2 separate regions of the Anas platyrhynchos genome follow, and region 2 is linked to region 1. Evidence: chromatin contacts called from public Hi-C data. All regions are on one chromosome and are shown on one strand. The core of a region is the stretch at or near the end of the contact, and the rest is flanking DNA. Distances in the headings are between cores, read along the strand shown.

Region 1 (6,700 bases), core at 2,001-4,500:
TGACTATTGATTACACCTTAATCTTTTTATTCTACTTTATTCACTGAAGATTTCAGGTGTTGTGCAGAGATATGTAGGAATCATGGTTCCTCAAGATGGGCACCTGCAAGATGGGCACCTGCAAGTAAATTAGACATGTTCACTGACATGCTGTGAATGTCTTGTGCAACCTGTAGAGAAGCCTGGACATAATCCTGGAGGGAGGAGAGGGAAATAACTGCCTTAATTGTGCTTTTTTTTTTTTTTTTTTTTCTCGTTTCTTCTTGTTTGCAGTCCTTTTTGTCCTTATCTATGCATCTTCCAACTGTTTTTAAGAACAGAGGGGACCCTAAAAACAGCATGCTACTCCGCTATTTGGACTGAGCCGTGTGCATTTTGTGCACAGAATGACAGTAACATTCTTCAGGGAGAAACACTGCAGTCAAGTAGAGATGGTATATCAATTGTTGCAAGCTCAGTCTTAAACTGGTCTTTTTCTGTTCCGTCTTAATCCTTGTTTCCGACATTTTAATTCATGTTTGTAACTGCACCTAGAACCTTAATTGCAAAACCTGTGAAGAACTGAAAAGTTCTGATGGGAGAGTCAGCTGTGTTTAATAAATCCCCTTTTCAGGGGGACATCACTAGGGCTGGAACTGTATTTAGTTCAACTGGAATAAGGATAGCTTGCTTTGTCTTTATTTTGACTACAAACTCTGTAGTTAGGAAATTAAATTCAGACAGAGGAATAAATCATTGTATTGCATTTTGTATTATAGTTGAACTGTTTGTAAAACTTGAACATATTTTATATTTATGTTTGCTAATTGTTTTGTAAACCCTTCAGTATTCAGGTTTGTAATATAAATAGTTTTGACTAAGGGCAAGATTTAGACTGCCTGCACTCTGCCTAAGCAAAAATTGGGCGCCTGCGGCTTGTGGAACAATTCAGAACAGACCTGGGAGATTCATGAGACCAGGGAAAGACTTGGGACCCTCCTTGGCTTAGTCTGTAGCCCAGAAAACTGAGGAACTGCGAAAGTCCTTCTATCCTTGAGTCTTTCTTACTGGGCTGCAGATCTGGGTTCATTCTTGCTCCTTTTGGGGTCTTTGAGTCTTGTTTTTACATGGTGGTGCATGCTCAACAGGAGAGTAGCTGTATATGCAGTGGCCCTGGTGGTGAGTGAAGTCCTCTGAAAAATGAAATGATGGACTTAATTTTAAGCTGAGGAGAACCTTAGGCATAACTGTCCTGCTTCCTGGGCCCTGATACATTAACTATTCATGTGTACTTTCAGGGGAACTGGCACTCCTTAGTTCTAAGGGTATGCAGGTGCCTAAACCATGAGAGTGGTTTAAGTATTTAAATTCCTTTGAAATCAATGGAAGTTACTATTCCCCTGGTATCTCTTTTGACCTGTATTAGATCTGCACAAGGTCTCCTTCGGTGTCCAGCATGCCCATCTGTTCACCAGCTCCCAGTGGCTGCTCCCTGGATGTGTACAGGACTGAACTGCTGATGAATTATTCCACTGACTGCAGGCTTGGGTGCTCTGAAGCATCCTGCTGCAGCGAGGCAGCGACCTTCTAAGTTTGCAGTGCCTATGCCAATATCCCAGAAGTATGTAGGCAAATAACTTTAAAATTAAACTTTCCAATTCGAGTGTCTAAAACTGAATGCCTAGAGGAAGATATCATGTATTTCATCATGGCAGGTATTATTTTTAATCACAAATCACTGAAGTCTGCAGGAATAGAATGGGGCTGTCAAAGTCTGCTCCTATCTGGTAGGAATGACTGGTAAAGGGCTCCTATCCCAGAAACTTTGGAAGTTTTGTTTGATGAAAAAACATCAATTGATTTAAAAATAAAATAAAACAAAATAAAAAATACCAAAGACAAGAAGCTATAATGATATTGGAAAAAATGTATATATTTTGCCTTAGTTGTAAGCAAAATCTTCAAAAGATCATCACATGCTGCTTATAGAACAATAAAAAAGTTTTAAACTGGAAGAATTTTCACTTTATACCAAGGTATGCAAGTTTGCTTTAGTTGAAAGTTTACTTTGCTAATGGAGGATTTTTAAATAAAGTTGACAAATTCTGAATTCAAGATCTAAATTTTACCACAAAAGATATATATATATTTTATGTGATAAACTATCACAGAATGAAGACTAATCACAGCAATTAAGGATGAACAATATATAATCCATCAGTGACTTGAAAGCTTGTCTTTACAATGTTATAAAATACAGAAAGAATAATTAATGGACTGGAAAGAGCTTGGACCAGTCTGGATTTCAGAGCTGGTCTGTCTTTGAAAGGGGTCAGACCAGCTGACCCCCAAAGTTCCCATCTCACCTAAATTACTGATTCTAACTCTACTACAAATGCTATTCAGTGTGAAAAAAAAAATAAAAAAATAGAGAATTGTATACAATCTATTAACTTATATCTCTGAAGTCCTGTACGAAACTTTAATTGATATCCCTTCTTACATTTGGGCATTAAGCTAAAATGTTGGAAAATTTGCTGTTATTTAATAATAAAATTTAAAAGTATTGCACTTCTAAAATGTGCAGCCCATCATCAGTTACTGTTGGATCAGCTGTATTGTTCTCAGTAAAAAGAGCTGTGAGATGCACTGAAGAGCATCATAAATCTCTTTTGGAAAAGTGGTAACAGTTTTATATAAAAGCACATTTTCCATTCAAAAAATGTAAACCTTTACTGAAGGAAAGGAGGAGATCACTTCTGATGTACCACTAGCACAGGCATCTGTGATGCACGATAACCTATTACTGCTCTCACTGCTTGGGTAACACCAGTCTGCCACAGCTCTGGCCTCATAATTTTGGAGCCCTTTCTTGAATGCAACATTTTTAATGTACGTTATTTCCCATTCTGTTCTACAACTTTTATTCTCAAACTTGAAAGAAAAAAAATATAGTGTTTGATTTTCCATTCACCAAGTTAGATATGTAAAGTCACATGGATGTTGTCATATTTTTGAACGTGGCTCCATTGCCCTTTTACCAAAGGATCTGGGGTGCATATCTGGAGATGTTTTCTCTCTGATTTGTGTTCAGTCTGTACACGGTTGTCTTGCTGAGTGAGGAATAGGGTTTTTTGTGGGCTCATAGACAGTACAATAAATTCATGAGATTTAATAAGTGAGATAAGACTGAAGCAGTCTTCTCTGTCTGAGCCTATTTACACTCAGTTATCTAATCACATTGCTGTTCCACCTTGACTTCCTGGGTTACACTTTGAAACTGTTAGATAAGAGTACTGTCAATATTTGCCTTAGCAGCTTCTCTGGACAGCTTAGTTATTCCTCCAGTCGTAGCTGGGACCCAGTCAATTTCTCATGCTTTCTATTGAGATTTCCATCCCATATCTATAGGTCACCTTCAGTTGGCTTTGAGCTGGAGCTGGATCAAGCATAGGTTTCCTTCCATTCTTGAGTGTCCAAGACGTATTTGTATTTCTCCCTCATATGTTGCAGGATGGATGTTGGCAGTGGTCTGACAGACCTTTGCACTGTTTCCATTCAATCAGAGTTCCATTTGGGTTTTGCTTAGCTTCTGCTCGGCATCTCTAGGTTTTTCTGAAACTCTTTTTCCCAGATCAAAACATTATATGTAGAACATCAGATGTCTGAGGTATTTTTCAAACATGGGTCCCGTGCCAAGCAGGACCTAAATGGCAGTGTGCTCTGAATGTATGCAATTTGTGCTTTGTTTTCTTACGTGTTCTTGCCAGAACCCTGGTGGTATCAAACCTGCTAGTGGGTAAAACATTTTCTGTCAGGAATCTCCTCCAATGTGTCTCCTCTCGTGTATAATTTAAATATTCTTTTTTCATATCTACAGACAAACTAGGTAAATAAATGGAGGCCCCCAGCTTTTTTCCTACCTGCTGTAGCCAGTAAATACACCCACTCGGTTCCTGCCTACAACAATAAAGTCCTCAAACTTGATAGGCAGTCTCTTGTTCCCTGTTTACTAAGCATGATCCATGGAAAGATAGGAATGAACTTTTCATGTCTCTTCTGTGCATACAACTATTTTTTTTTTTTTCTCTTGGTTTGGTCCCATGTTTCAGCTAACAGTATACCTTATTGTATGCCAACAGTTTGCAAATGTCCAGCACCAGAGAGGGTGCTTGTCAGTTTAGTATTTGGGATTTTTTCCATTGTTATTTTCCTTTGCAATTAGCTCATATTTTTGTTAGGGATGATGTTGCTTTTGCGAGACCTGTTTCTCTCATTAGCCAAGTGCTACTTATAATGAGACTCTCATCATACTTTTTTTTTTTTTAATTATTTCTTCCATCCCAGTGGATTTTGTCACTATCTAGGTTAAAATCAGCACAAACTCAGGGTGCATTTAGGTTGACCATGTCACCCTTTTCTGTTGCAAGGTTCAATATAGGTCAGTGGGGACATTGACCTGTAAAGGAAAGAGGTGGTGCTATTTATCTGTGCTTGTACTTATTGTGTTAGAAAACTCTTTGAAATGATGCTCAACCCTTTTAGGGAACCGATCCAAGAGGCTTAAGTGACAAACCTAATTGGTTTAGTTTTCTGTTAGTTTGTTTGCTCGAACTGGGGGAGCTGGCAGGAATACCCAGGCAGTGGAGGAAGAGGAGGCATTGGTTTGATATCAGCTGGCTCATTCGGTTGCTTACTTGTTTTATCAGGCCGCAGTGAGTGCCAAGAATGCTTCAGCTTCTGAATGTCACCCAAAGCTTAACAGATATCAGCAATTTAACTTGCTCTATTGTGGTAGCTAATGAAGCTGTTTGTCACCTTCCATATATACACTCGTAGGACCTGCTTCTCAGGTAACCTGAACCCTTAACAAATACCATTAAAGGAAAATACGTATTCAAATAATCCATGCCAGGAAAAAAGGACTTTGCTCAGCTTTGTGTGAGGATTAAGAGGGAAAGAAGGTTTCGCTCTGCTTTTTAGGAAAGAGCTTAAGAAACTCTTCTTTGTAGTACTGGTGCACTGATGAACGTGTACAAGTCCTGAATTGAGTTTAGGGTCTGAGGAACGGATTTTGGCCTTCATATTGCACCTTGTTCAGTTTATAACCTGCTTGACTGTATGTGTGGAAAAAAACAGTGAGTTGCAGCTGTGGCAATCAAGTTGCTGGTCTTGTTTCCCAGCACAAGCCTGCCACTAGAAAAACCCATCACCAGAGTTTGTGTTAATCTGGAACACTGACAGATAAACCAAGGCATAGAAATACTATCCAAAATGTCTTGCCTTTCTGATGTTGGTCACTTGAGGGCAGGGGGTGATGTTGGAAGTGTGAGGGAATTTACATTTTCACCTCACTTGCTCTATTCCCTTCAGGCTCCGAGGCCATTGATTTTAATGTATTTCTAGTACATTATCTTGGTTCGTTAAACTTTATTTTTCTGCCTGACAGTATTTTTCTTAATTTGCTCATAAATCTTTAGAAGCCTTTACTTATGTTCTTGTTTGCAGTATTCTGTAATCTTTTTGCGTGTGATACTTGTACTTCAGCATTTAAGGTGGAGATGGCAGTGTTGTGCTTCTTCCCTGTCTTGCACGGAGACAAAAGGAAATTGCAGACGACTGTGGTTCAGCTTTGTCTCTTCAGACTCTCAGGCTGCTGTGTTGTTTTCTGAGTTCATGTGTGAAAGAAGAAGCCTAACTGTACAGAGGGCTTTGCTATCTGAAAGTTTTTCTATAGGAAGATAACTATGTCCGTCATATGAAAGAAGTATTGAAGTTAAGCTACAGCAAGTGGTTAAAGATCTGTCTGTCCATGCTGCAGGGAAGTATGGTATCAATTGAAAAGTTCTATTAAAACAAAAACAAAAACAAACAAACACACACACACACACACACAAACAAAACAAAATAACAAAAAAACACTTAATTGAAAAATATTTAAATTGAGAATAATTTTATTTCACATAAAGTATTGCATTTGTTAGTTTCAGCTAAAATGGAAGAGCTGTTCATAGTCTGGAAGTTACAAACTTATATAGTATTTACAAAAGTTTTATAAACACTCATGGAAACTATAATATTCTTTTCAGAAAAGCATTGTCACTAGGGGGTTAAATGCATCTGGGCACAAACCCATTGGCTTGAATAAGAAACCAATTCTGTGTTTGGAAGACTGATAGTTTAAATGTGTTCTTGATGGAACCAGAGCAGTGCATCTGAACATCTGGAACTTGGGCCTTGCAGCTGGAAAGCAGCCAGATGCTGACCTTGGTGGTCCTGCACCTGTGGATGTGGTGCCCACCCCAAGTCCCACTGAGGTCTCAGATACCCACACCTTGCACAGTGTCTTCTTGCACACTGAAGTCTGAAGAGCTAAGTACTACTGATTTCTTGTGTCTCAGCTTTCTTGTTTTCATATTAGGAGGTTGACTATATAGGCAAATGTTTTTCAAGTGTCTTACTAACAGATCCTCGTAGATGACAGATGCCTCTGTTATTCTACAATGTATTTTTTTTTCTTTTTCTTTTTAACCTTCCAGTTTTCCTCCTTAACTTGTAGTCCTTTCCTATTCATTAACTACTTTACAGTTGGATGGTTTCACTATACTCTTTTTTTTTTTTTTTCCTCTAACTCTGCAAGCAAAACTGTGCATCTGTTAATAAGCTGCTATGTCCTAGTGACTCAAACATAGCTATTAGGAGAATTCAGTGGCAACTGTGT
Region 2 (6,468 bases), core at 606-3,105, 96 kb after region 1:
CCTCAAATTGACATGTACTCACAGTGAATACATCATAGAGAGTTTGTCAGGTCCGTGGAAAGAAACAGAGGTTGCAGGTAATTCCCCTTTTATATCTTGTAAAGAAGGTGCAGAGAATGAAAATGGATTCCCTACCCCTACAGGTGTGAAACTATTAACTGTCATTTTTCTCTAGATGAAACAAATTATTAGATTCAATTGTTAGATCCAAAGTGGTTCCTGAACTGCAATTATTCATCTATTGCTAAAGACAATCCTTCATGTTATAATGCTACTTAAAGTTCCTTAATGTCCATTTGAAGTATGAGTTAATATTGCAAATATTGTAATATTGTTTGAAGACTGTATTCTATAAAATTTAGATTAAAAGCTGTTACATTCTAGGAAGTAACTTGGAAATGCCTTTCCAAACTTTTATTTTATTTTATTTTATTTTTTTAAGTTTCCATCATTAATCATGCCCTTTGATGTTTGCTTCCCAGCATGAGTACTCTAGCAAACATGTTTACATGTAGGAACATACACAGAAAGGACAAGCTGTAAGCACATACTGCTGACTACTACCAGAGCGAGAATCATGAATCCGTGTTGCAATCTGGACATACTGAACACTAAGTTCAGGCAAAAGTCTTGTGTGCCAAGGACAAAGTATATCATATTATTTCCCACTCAAACATGTTTTTAAATTGACGATACTCACACTGAACTCACTATTCACTTCTACCTGTGCTCAGTAGTTAAGCTCTATAAGAATTTGTTCAGTGCAGAAAATTGACTTAGTTCTGTTCTAAGCTGTGTATTTGCAATGTGTAACCATCCTTTACCATACATAAGAGAAACATAGGGAAAAATACTTTTCACTAGAAGAACTCCTAGTATAGCTCACATGACTGTGATAACTACAAATGTTTAATTGGTTGGTTGACTGTTTATTTAAAACATTTAAAGATAGAATGTATGTGTATTACATGGAAAGACAGAATGATGCTATTTGTCTTGGCTGTTCTGGTGCTAGAAAGCTGTAGAGTGCAGCTTTTAAGTCTAACTGCAGTGTAAGTTAGGATAGTCTGCCTTTTTTTCTTTTTTTTTTTTTTTCTTTCCCCCGAATGTGAACCTTAGTTGAGTGAATCAGTCTTCAGACCAGAGCACTAAGAACAAGTAAAGCTGCTTCACTGAAGGCAAACAAGGGTGAAATGATTTAATGTCAGGTAATACAACACCATGAAGGCGTCTCTTACTAAGTTCCTGTGCATGTGCCTCATTCTTTATGATAATAATGGTCTAAAGCATGTTCCCATAGAATTGCAGTAGTTGCAAAACTGATATGGATTACTGTGTGCTACAGGAAAAAAGAAAGACAGAAAAAAAGACCTTCATAAAAGTGGTCGTCTAAGAGCAATTTGCTCTGTTATTCTAGAATTCTCAATCCATGGACAAGGATGAAGTGGATATAAAGAGCTTAAGAGCTTCAGCCAGTGTTTTAAATGCATGAAAAGAATAGAAAATTTTCTTAGGACTGTGACTAACTGTGACTATTGAATGTACGCAAGTAGAAGATATTACCCTTAATTGTTTCAAAAAGAGGTATTACTTTCCCTTAAAATTACTTTTTATTATTATTAAAATGAATATTTTTATAAAAAATATTATTTTTATTATTATTAAAATGACCAATCCCAAAATCTTTTTCCTTTCCTACTATGTTGCAGTACATGGAGGGAAGTCCCTTCATATATCTAAGATTGGTATCACTCTCAACAGGTTTCTGCTGCAGGAGAATGGTAATGGAAGAGTGGCAGCATTGACTTGGTTTGAGTTTTGTCAGCTGTGTCCTGAAGCAAATGATTTCTTTGGGTCCTAAATCACGAGTTGTAGCATAGGAAGATGTTTGGTCAAATTTCAGTGAGATATTTGCCTGCTCCTATGATAAGAATTTCTCTTGGAAAAAAAAAAAAAAAAAGGAAACTGTGCAAGTGAGTGGCCTAATCTATGCACGTAGTTAGACTGGATTATCTAATGGCTTAAATAATTATTTAGTGTAGATGCTTTTCTTGTGTCTCAGAAGCATGACTCCCATAGTTTTGCTTTGTCAGACTTTTTTTAAAGACATTTTGGAGCTGCAGTACAAAAACAAGATGGTATGTTCAGAGCAGAAGGCAAAACAAAGGTCACAGTGTTTTTTAGCTTTATTCTTTGTGTTGTCTACACTACCAGTCAGCCTCCTAGTTTGAGACTTTTCCCCTACATCTGAAGCTCTTAAAAATGCAATGTTTACATTCAGATTTAGAATGTAATACTCAACATTACAATGAATCAATTAAAAGCTATATTCAGAGCCAAAGACTCTGTAGGGCTGTCATTATAATACTCGTAGGACTTACGACAGAAGTAGATCCCATTCTTGCTGTTTACTCATCTCTTCCAGGAAATCTATATAAAAAACGATGTATATTTTAATGTTGTTAAAATTGTAAGTATCTTAATAAGTAATCCTAGGTGTACTTGTCTACTACCTTTATCCACTAGGTGACAGTACAACTCTTTTACCTTTTTTATTATTATCTATAGGTGTTTTTAAAAAAAATCATGCTGTACAAACTTAAGAACATGTTCTTTCCAACCGAAAAGTGTGTGCTCTGTGTGATTTTTTAATGAGAAAAAAATATATATGGTAAGGATTTTTTCATCAGTATAGTTAGCTAATATAAATAAATTTCTTTATCATTTGAGCAAACTTGTTTGTTTTTAAATATGAAAGACATTACTGAGAGCCTTAATTGTGGTCTGGTAAATAGCTATGGAAAAAGAAAATCCTGGAAGTAACTGAAAAAAGCAGTTTTCAAACCCAAGGTAAGATATACAAAACAGTTATGTTTTTAATTGTCTTTAAGAAAACAACTTATATTGGTAAAACTGTGTTTTAAATAAATAATAGAATGAACAGTGTAGTTAATCTACATTTAAATGACTAATTACAGCGATTTAATCAAACATAAATTATTCACTTTTCTGCTATACTATGTCTCAAAGCTCCTAAGATGAAAGAATTGGATTTTAAGAAAACAGTTGTCTTTTACTTCAGCATTTACTGCTTACTTTTGGTAAATTTTTGAGAAGCTGCAGCACTGGGAAAAAAAAAAAAAAAAAAAAAAAAAAAAAAAAAAACTTTACAGAACTGTATTTCCATGCAAAATTGCATGCATTTCGAAAACTAATCCTGCTAAAATCCATTTCACTGGAGATGGTAGTTCACTGGAGACTTTAGTAAGTTACAACTGAAAGTGTCTGTAGGCATGTTCCCTCAGCCATTGCCCCTGAAATAGATTAAACTTACTGTAAAAATTAACTTTACTACATATATATCATATAACTATACAGTTAATTAAAAGATCCTTTTTTTTTTCTGGGATAGAGTTTTTAAATATTTCTAAAAGCCAGTATTTTAAAAGCCCAGGATTGTAGCATTTCATGTTTACAATAAATAGCGTTTTTAATATATTTGATAATAATATGTGTTTTTGATGAGATTATTTTGTTACAGTGTCAGTTTGCATATTCCTTGCATTTTGTATCACCACATGTTCATACTATATTGCCCTGATTCTTCATGAAGAAAAGGACTTTATTACATAGGGGGAAGATTTGCTTCTATCATTGTAATGCTACGTTCTGAGAAGAAGTCTTAAAAACAAATACCTAAACGTATATGGTAGGCACATTAAATAAATAAAATAAATATTGTGCATTGTGCATTAATAATGAAACATAGTCATCAAGTAAAAAATAAAATATTATGCATTAATAATAAAACATGCTAGTCAGCAAGTAAAAAATGAAACTCATTTGACGAGCTGTCTTACCGAGCACCTTCATCATAAACATTCTAGAAAGGTCTATTTTGAATATTTAAGGAAAAACAAGACTTGTAATAACATATTCACAAAGTGTCATTCCTTTACAAAATTTCAGTATGATTTACAGTACTGATTACTAGCTGAAATTTTGACAAGATTTATACTCTGCTTAGAAACCTTCTTCCCCCAAAACGGTTCAAGCTGAAATAGAATTTGGCCCATTTCTGTTTAATGGCTAAGAACCATGTACAGCTTGTACATTTAAAATTTATGATAGAGCATTACAAAGGATCGCTTTGTACACTGAGTTAGGATTTCTAGTGACATTAAAAGCTGGTTTGTTTCAATGCTTCTAGTAAAATGCTGAGACATCATTTAATATAATAAGTTGTATATAACTGCTATTTGTTTAATATTACAACTTGAAGTCTGAATATTTAATTTAAAAAAAAAAAAAAAATCCTCCATGACTTGCATCAGCTTCCTCTTTGTTCTCAGACATTCAAGATCTAATGCAATATCTAATATGCTTTATATTGTAAAATGCATGCGCACTATAATAATTGTTCCTATTTCTTTCAGGCAGACATCAAAATAATACATCCTTTTGTTGAATTTCATAAGAAGCACTTCTGTACCTTTCAGTTTAATTCTAGAACAAGGGAATAAGAAAGTTTGCATACATGATTTTAAGCAATTGTGTAAATAGTAGACACTAATATTAAAAAAGTTACTGAGCTTTTAACTCAGAGATAATAAAGAATGCAAATGAGATGTACTTATGAAAATGTTGCATTTTTCTACAATAATTTAGTAATCCAAAATGGTGTCTCCATTCATAACTTTATAGTTAAGAACATGTAATTCCTACAATAAACTTGTAGTTAGGGCTATAAGTTATGTAAGTTAGGGCTATAAGTTATGTAAGTTAGGGCTATATGTTATCTAAATTAGTTATGAAAGTTAGTTATGACTGACCCTATTTTTAAAAAATAAAGAATCTATAAGGTCTTCTCTCAGCAGTGATTTTTTAAATACATATCTGAAAAAGTAGCACACTTTCTTGATGTGTATCTATAGAGAAGTGTTTTGTTGTTTTTGTTTTTTTTTTTCTGAAATGACATCTAGTAAAATAACACATTCTTTGGCTTACAAGTTTAAAAAAAAAAATGTTATGAAAATAGATTATTAATATTTGAAACGATTAGCTGCCCTCTGTGTATGTTATTCCCAAAACAAAATTTCCTGAGCTGTATCATGCCATTATTTTCTCAGCAGAACAGAAGTAACTAGAGATTTCTTTCAAAGGGTGTCTAGTGCAGTATGGGTGCATGTACCAACACTGTTGGCCTGTTTCTTACCTTTTTTGTATTACACTAATGACTCTAGTTATTCATGATTTATAGCAGCACAAGAGAAACATCAGATCACTCATGCTTTTAGCAGCTCCTTCTACAAAACAGGACATGAAACAATACCTTTGCTGCCAAAGCCTGATCATCTATATTCTGTGTTTCACATGAAAAAATTGATGGCTTGATTCTGAGCTTGCTGAAATCTGTAAAAGCAAAGTTTTTTGTCAAGTTCAGCAGGTGTGAAGTCAAGCCCTGTGTTCTGAACCTGCAAGGATTTATGTGCTTACAGCTGTGTATCCATTAACATAAGCAAATTTGTTGCTGATTTGGGGGTCCTGAGTTTTAGTATTATTTGTATTTTAACTTACCGCACTTATTTTTCCATTATATACATGTATTGCAGTTGTGTCATTCACAATTAAGGTTTTAAAACTTTTTTTCTTTGCAATTTTTAAAGTTCATTTTTTCTTTACAAAATCATGTCTGGACCATTTTGGAAATGTGCTAAAGCAAATGCCCTTAGCGTTAGAAAAAGTATGTCTATATGGAGACTGAGGCTTAAGAAATATTGTCATTCGTGTGGTATAAAAATGAAATATTAAGATTAACACAAAATATAGTAAGTGAAAGGAGAGCAGATGACTTTAATCTTTTCAGATACAAAACTTGCCTCTCCTATTGTTAGAGTGGCTGACAACCTCAAAATATTGAAAGTTTTTTTATCTTCCTGGCATTCCTGGGAGGAGAGGAAGTGTCACTGTCCCCATTTCACAGCAGAATGCTGGGGAACAGAACCTAAATGTAAAGTTGCCTGCATTATTTCAGAGACTTGCAAGACGTGTAAGCCTCTGGTGAGTAAGTAAGCCATTGTACTATCTGTTATACGTTAGCTGAATAGTTTCTTGCTACTAACAGGTAATGTTATGATACTGCAATCTTATTTTTATTTATTTATTTATTTGGTTGGTTGGTTTTCAGCACTGGCAAGAAAGGCAAGACTTTTTTCCCATTTCAAGTAGCAAAAATAAACATAAATGTGGCATTCATTTTTATATTTTTCATATGAAGTAATTTGTAAAAATGCATCAGCTATCTTTGAACAACAGATTCTTCGGTCATTTCTTCTTCATACTTTGAGATGTCTTGTCTGTGATTCCTCAGTTCCTTCCTAATACCATTGTGTGACCTTGCTAGCCTGCTTTACAGTTCAGCAAAGGCAGCATGAGCTATGGGAGCTATGGCTAGTTTGGCATAATGAC

What was found. A called contact is a pair of places that touch in the nucleus more often than the background predicts.
Region 2: a Hi-C map of small yellow follicle shows a contact between it and region 1, with 3 times the contacts expected there. The contact joins two enhancer-like sites. A contact is called at or near these places in 2 of 8 Hi-C or Micro-C datasets (F5 follicle and small yellow follicle).

The regions. Positions count from the first base shown.
Region 1 is chr5:25,464,616-25,471,315 of IASCAAS_PekinDuck_T2T, forward strand. All of the region lies in intron 1 of SLC25A21 (solute carrier family 25 member 21), which reads left to right. Among named protein-coding and RNA genes, the nearest start is that of MIPOL1, 15 kb to the left of the region's middle. Within about 2 kb of position 3,251, at least 2 of the 8 cell types and tissues checked have an H3K27ac peak or open chromatin away from gene starts, as enhancers often do. A contact at or near this core is called in F5 follicle and small yellow follicle, where this site is marked.
Region 2 is chr5:25,562,161-25,568,628 of IASCAAS_PekinDuck_T2T, forward strand. All of the region lies in intron 1 of SLC25A21 (solute carrier family 25 member 21), which reads left to right. Among named protein-coding and RNA genes, the nearest start is that of MIPOL1, 110 kb to the left of the region's middle. Within about 2 kb of position 1,856, at least 4 of the 8 cell types and tissues checked have an H3K27ac peak or open chromatin away from gene starts, as enhancers often do. A contact at or near this core is called in F5 follicle and small yellow follicle, where this site is marked.